Linked DNA regions of Arachis hypogaea: region 1 is linked to region 2. A link is a contact called in public Hi-C data. All regions are on one chromosome and are shown on one strand. Each heading gives the region's core, a stretch centred on a gene start, on an enhancer-like site or on the middle of the called end of the contact. The rest is flanking DNA. Distances are from core to core; before and after follow the strand shown.

Region 1 (3,633 bases), core at 470-2,969, 46 kb after region 2:
AAAATAAGTGGTATCATAGAATCAAATAAAAAATTATTTCCAGCCCACTAGCGAATTGGGCCTGGATACTGAGTCGACGATTCGACGGATCTCCCGCCCCGCGAATCTCCTTCTTTCTTGCCTCATTACAAGACAGCTGGGAGGAAGCTTCCAAAAAAAAGGGTATGCTCTTGTTAGTCCCGCTATAGTACAGACTATATAAGGGCTAAGTGAGGTGCACGAAGGATGTTGAGGTCATCATATTAGGGGAAAGGCATTAGCCAGGAAGCTCATTAGAGCCAAATACTACTAGCCCTCCATGATGTCAGATGCTTAGAAATTTGTGAGAAAAAGTAAAAAATGTCATGAGAACGCTAATTTCCACAACTCCCCATCAATGGGGTTAAGTTCAATGTTGGCGTCCTGACCTTTCGTTAAAAGGTTTATATGCCCACAACCAATCAATAACATGAGGGGAGGCCATGTTCTTATGACAGCTCCATTCGCGGTCACTGGGAATGTAGACCTGGTAGTTCGCCTCCTAGGGGCCTCCCCGCATAAGGAGCCAGAGTCCCGAAGAGCCTGAAGATCCTCTCTGGTTACTTGAGACAGCGTATCTTTCACATTCAAAGTAATCCAAGCATAAAAATTAATAACATTCGGCGTTAGTGGTCGAGCCACACCTACAGTAGAGGCACCACTCGAGTTAACTCAGGAGATCGTATAGTCGGAAGATAAATAAAACGAAACTACCGCTAACTACACTAATAATCCATGATGCTCACGCTAATATCCAGGGCATAGATTCAAGAAATAGACACCTAAATTGTACCCCCTAGCAACTATCTAACGTGGGCTATGTGGATTCAAGCAAACATGAACCAAAATAAAAAAGGAGAGTGGCATGCAATGATCTACAAAAATAACTACAACTACAGAGCAGTACAATAAAACAACAAAAGAAATTAGGAATGCTTACTAGGAAGATATGCAGAAGGTAGGAAAGTGAAAGCAAATGGAGAAAGGAGCGCAGATGTCTCCCAAACAAAAGCAACTCAGAGTAAAAATGGAAGAGAAGCGAAAACAGAAGCGAATGAGATAGGGAATGGAAAATGAGGAATGAGGGAAGTTTTGGAGAAAGAAAGAATGGTAACCGTCAAGGAGGGAGCGCGAAAAGGCAGGAGCATAATAGTCCTTTTTCCTGGGTTTTCAAATTAATCATAATGAGTATCAAATGGCCAGCGCGAAGTTCGAAGCGACGCACCAAGCTACGTATAGGGGCAATACACGCGCACGAGGTCATGGTCCCCGCTGACGGACTCTCGACCTAAGGAGAAATCAACCAGGGAAAGGGCGAGTAGCTAAAATGCGCCGATTACTGCCTGGGCTTGCGATCAGCGCGTTGGGGGAATTGTTCCGCCCCAGCCCACTAGCAAGTTGGGCCTGGATACCGAGTCAACGATCCGACGGGTCTTTCGACCCGCGAATCCCCTCCTTTCTTACCTGATTACAGCACCTAGACAGCTGGAAGGAAGCTTCCAAGAAGGAGGATCTGTTCCTGTGGGTCCCGCTTTAGTACAGACTATATAAGGGGAGGACCCTACTCCTCCCCCAAGTATGTCACCTATTCTAACCCTAATAACCGCCTTTTGTATGGACACTAACTTGAGCGTTGAAGTTCTTGCAAGTGGCTCTCCCTTCCCCCACTCCATCACGTTTAATTTCGTCAACTCCGAAGAGCCTCGTCTGTCTCACCCCTAGAACTCATCCAGGCCAAACATCCAACGACCCACCAATCCTCAACATTCATTGGACCAGACCCCGTTTCGAACTTGAGCAACCAAACAATTAAATTTTAAACAATTCTATAATTATGAATTTATAATGATTGAAAAATAAAAAGAAATTGACAAATTTAGTTTAAATATAAATACTTTGATATAATTTATATACTTAGTTATATATTTAGTCCTGTATTATAGGTTGATAAAATTTAAAAAAAATAAATTATGTATTTTAATTAAAGTGCTGGCTCTTGAAACTTTCTCTAATAATAATAAGATCATAATAATTAATATTCATTTGTTACGTTGCAACCAATCAATGACTATCCCAGTTCTGTTCTAGTATATACGAAGCTACATAATTGATTGTTCAAGTTTAGTTAATTATTTAGCATTCTTAGAGAATGATTGTCAACCAAGTCATCGCTACTAAAACTTATTTTTCTTCTGTTCTCTCTCTTATCTGAGGCTGAAATAAATAACCTCCCTCAGTTATTCAACTTGTAATATACATATAAATTAAACTCATCTCTTAGATCTAATCCTATTTATTTGGCAAATAAATATGCATATATATGTCAAGAAATTAAAGTAGTGTCTTGTTGATAATCTTAGTACACATACTAATTAATATAAACATAATAGAGATGGAGCAGTTGAGAATATATAGATACAGGGTAGTCTTATGAGTGATGAAAGCCTAAGATTGCAACTACACATATATTAATTAATGGTTAAATCCCATGCAATGCATCCTCATATATTTTGCTGCTTATATTACGTACTAGCAAGTTGGTAATAATTAGGTAGCTAGGGTGACAATCACAATCACAATGACATCAACTGCACAAACAAAGAAGAATATATAGTTAGTTAGATTAGTTATTAATTAGTTGATTCCATATAATTAATGAATGAATGTTACTACTTACTAGTACTTACTCTTAGACTAATTGAAGTGACATTTGGTCTTGGCGTGCATACTGACTATTGGGTTGTAAGCCAGTGACTTGAAAGTAGCCACGAGAATCAAATTGCTGCTGCTGATGCTGATGCTGATGCTGATGTTGTTCATGAGATTGATGCATTGAATCATAGTTTGTGGGTCCAGTAGTTGGCAACACACTCATGTTGTTCCTCTCACTTTCTGCTATCTACCAACACCAACACCATATATAATTAGAAGAAATCAAAGACACATGATATAGAGAGAGAGAAAAAGAAACCTTAGCTCGAAGAAGCTGGTTGTTGTTGTGCAAATCTATCTCCTGCACCAGTTAACATAAGTTAGAGGATTCAAGTGATCAATGTCATCTTTAATTATGTGGATAAATATAATTCCAAAACTAGCCCTCTAGTATATATAGACTTATAGTCACATCCTCTTCAATTTAATCATTACTAGTTTCTAAAAAGAAAATGTTTAGTCAAAAGCCACTTTCAACTGAAGAACAAAAGTAGAAATTTTTACCCTCTTTTGCATGTATTCAATTTCAGCAAACAGCAGCTCGTTCTGTTGTATGTAAATAAAGGTTATTAGCAACATAATTAACAATGAAAAAATTAAGACCATATTACATAAATCAAATAAAAACATTATAATACCTTTTTGGAACGAATCTTGCTGATTCCTTTCTCTAATTTACCCTCCAGGTTTTTGAGATCCCTCACATTCATACTGCTTAATGATTCACCTAGAATTTGCCTACAATTCAATTCAATTCAATTTTCTTTTCATAATATATATATATAGATATGGAAGCTCAAATTGAACAATACAGATTCCAAACAACTAAATGCTTTGAAATTTTAATCCCTTCAAACTTTCTTGTACCACAAAACAGTTCAACTTAATTAATTACCTGTTGTT
Region 2 (3,525 bases), core at 957-3,456:
TTTCCTAAGATTTTTATAGTTTTCAAATTTTTTTAATGGTTTATTAGAATTTTCTAGAGTTTTTTAGGTTTGTCTAGGGTTTGTTAGGATACTTAGAGTTTTTTAGTATTTTCTAGGGATTTTTAGGATTTTTTAGGATTTTCTAGGATTTTTTAGGTTTTTCTAGGATTTCTTATGGTTTTCTAGGATTTTGTAGGATTTTTTAGGGTATTTAGGTTTTTTTTAGGATATTTTAGGTTTTTTAAGGTTTTCTAAGGTTTATTAGGGTGTTTAGAATTTTCTAGGATTTTTTAGAGTTTTTAGGATTATCTAGGGTCTTTTAGGATTTTTTAGAATTTTTTACGGTTTTTAGAATTTTCTAGAATTTTTTAGGGTAATGTGATGTGAAAACCAATTGATTCATTGCATTGATAATTTGAATTTATGTGTATGATTTGTGATGTGAGCTAATATGTTCTTTTTTTTATTTTTTATTTCTAAAGTTGTTGAGAATGATTGGAGAACAATTTGGTCATGGTGATGAGATTTGCAGAACTATTGTAAATGTCAGGAATAGATAGGAGAAAATTGCTCTTTGGATTAAGAATGTTACAAATGAAGCTGCTCAAGTTTTGAATTAGGTCTTTCTATCTTCTAAAAATTGAGTATATTATTAGTTGTTAATTGTAATTTACTAAAGAAAAAGTTCAAATGTGTTTATATGTAAATGACATACCTAATAATGGACTTGTTAAGCTGTTTGATATTGAGTGCAAATAAACAACATAATTCAGTTATTTACAGTGACGGATAAAGATTGTGATGTGAAAATCATTTATTCATTGCATTAATGAATTGAATTTATATGTATGATTCGTGATGTAAGTTAACATGTTCTCTTTTTTGTTTTTTGTTTCTAAAGTTGTTGGCAATGATTGGGAATAGGAAGGAGAAAATTGCGTCCGCTAAGTTCAAGCAAGCAGTTTGGGGCAGCTCCAAAAGACCTATTTACACGTTCTAAAGGTCAAGCTTTTTTCTTTTTCTATTTTTTTATTATTGGGAAAATAAAAAATTGTCTTTTCCTTAGTTTCTTGATGAGATATTTATTATATATATATTTTGCTTGTTTGTTTTTTGGTTTAGGGTTTAGAATTTTTTAGGATTTTTTTAGGGTATTTAGAGTTTTTTAGAATTTTCTAGAATTCTTTTAGGATTTTTTTGGGATTTTTTGGGATTTTCTAAGGTTTTTCTAGGAGTTATTAAGATTTTTTTAAGAATTTTTTAGTATTTTTTTAGATTTTTCTAGGATTTTCTAGGGTTTTTATGGTTTTCTAGGGTTTTTTAGAGTTTTCTAGGATTTTTTAGAATTTTCTAGAGTTTTCTAGGATTTTTTTAGGGTTTTCTAGGACTTTTTAGGATTTTTTAGAATTTTCTAGAATTTTTTAAAATTTTCTAGGATTTTGTAGAGTTTTCTAGGGTCTTTTAGAGTTTTTAGAATTTTTTAATATTTTTATGATCTTTTAAGTTTTTTATGATTTTCTAAGATTTTCTAAAGTTTTTTAGGTTTTTCTAGGATTTTTTAAGGTTTTTTTAGGATTTCTTAAGATTTTCTAAGGGTTTTTCAGATTTTTTAGGATTTATTAGGATTTCTTAGGATTTTTTATGATTTTTAGAGTTTTTTAGGATAATGTTATGTGAAAATCATTGATTCATTATATTGATGATTTGAATTTATGTGTATGATTTGTGATGTAAGTTAATATGTTTTTTTTTTGTTTGTTTCTAACGTTGTTGGGAATGATTGGAGAACAATTTGATCATGGTGATGAAATTTACAGAATTATTATAAATATCAGGAATAGGCAAGAGAAAATTGCTCTTTGGACTAAGAATGCTACAAATGAAGCTGCTCAAGTTTTGAGTTAGTTCTTTCTATCTTCTAAAAATTGAGTATATTACTAGTTGTTAATTATAATTTACTAAAGAAAAAATTCAAATATGTTTATATGTGAATGTCATACTTAATAATGGACTTGCTAAGCTATTTGATATTGAGTGCAAATAAATAATATAATTCGATAAAAATTGTGATGTGAAAACTATTTATTCATTGCATTAATGAATTGAATTTATGTGTATGATTCATGATGTGAGCTAATATGTTCTCTTTTTTGTTTTTTGTTTTTTGTTTCTAAAGTTGTTGGCAATAATTGGGAATAGACAGGAAAAAATTGCTTTCGCTAAGTCCAAGCAAGCAGTTTGGGGCAACTCCAAGAGACCCATTTACACGTTCTAGAAATCAAGCTTTTTTCTTTTTCTATTTTTTTATTATTGGTACAGTAAAAAATTGTCCTTTCCTTAGTTTTTTGATGAGATATTTATTATATATATTTTGCTTGTTTATTTTATATTTTGTGTAGGTATCAGCATATCTCTGTATTCGCAAAAATAAAAAAAAATAAATAAATTTTTTTTATGTTTTATTTTAACTAGTAATTATTGTATATGTTGTGTTATTTTAATTTATTATTTAAGAAAAGTATGTTTAATATTATTTTAAAAGTAAAAATATTTAAAAGAATAAAAAAAAATTATTGATATTTTTTTAATAAAAATAAATTTTAAAAATATTTTTGTATTTTACGTATATATCCGATATTCGTGTGATCGGATCCAAATTTAAAGAAAGTGGATATTAAATCCCTAATGGCCACAGCCTGAAAATAAAGATAATACCTAAGGCCCATATAATATCCACCGGACTCTCAGACCAAAAATAAAACATATTGGGAAAACAAATGAATTATTTTTCTTTAGAGCAAAACCAAACACTACTACATAGAGGGGTGGGACGAGGGAGACGTGTTATACCATGACAAAAACTAACTCAGACCACAAAAAATATATATATAAAAAGATAAAATAATACCAAAAAAAAAAAAAGGGAAAAACACAACTACCAAGCTTGCTTTTGGTTAATTGGAACTATATGCATATATGGCAAACGATTTTTCACTATCCACCTTAACAAAACAGAGTTTTAGAAACAAATTTAGAATACTTGTTAAGAGAATAAAATACAAAATTTAAAATTTTTAACATATATTAATACATTACTAAAAAACATATATTTTATATTCAAGCTAATTGTATTAATATCCTAGTTGAGTGAAGGTAAAATAATGAGGTGAAAGGAAGCAAGCAATGATAAAAGAGGTTATGGTGTCACAAAAACACAAATCACAATGTTTTAGCCCCAAAATTCTTAGATGCTTTGAATATTTTTATTCTGATGAGTTAATTATCTTATACGTTAGTATTATCAGCTTATCATTATTTTTAGTTTAAGTTTTAAAATATTAATAAAATAAAAGTTGATTTCAAAGTGATAACATAAATAATACGGAATAAAAATACAAGAAATTTTCATATGATCCCACAGAGCAGAGCATCTTACTGTTCACCACTAATAGACAATTGCAACTGTCCCCCTTTCTTTTTCTACTCTTCACGTTCATTATTACAACAGATTATATTCAAGATTCT

What was found. A called contact is a pair of places that touch in the nucleus more often than the background predicts.
Region 1: a Hi-C map of leaf shows a contact between it and region 2, with 2.8 times the contacts expected there. The contact joins two enhancer-like sites.

The regions. Positions count from the first base shown.
Region 1 is chr20:2,856,007-2,859,639 of arahy.Tifrunner.gnm2.J5K5, forward strand. LOC112784545 (floral homeotic protein AGAMOUS) reads right to left here. Exons shown (of 9, transcript XM_025827785.3): 4 at 3,626-3,633; 5 at 3,369-3,468; 6 at 3,235-3,276; 7 at 2,990-3,031; 8 at 2,706-2,917; 9 at 2,363-2,606. The coding sequence ends at 2,708. Among protein-coding and RNA genes, the nearest start is that of LOC112784545, 8.2 kb to the right of the region's middle. Within about 2 kb of position 1,720, at least 2 of the 3 cell types and tissues checked have open chromatin away from gene starts, as enhancers often do.
Region 2 is chr20:2,809,270-2,812,794 of arahy.Tifrunner.gnm2.J5K5, forward strand. No RefSeq gene overlaps it. Among protein-coding and RNA genes, the nearest start is that of LOC112783236, 11 kb to the right of the region's middle. Within about 2 kb of position 2,207, at least 3 of the 3 cell types and tissues checked have open chromatin away from gene starts, as enhancers often do.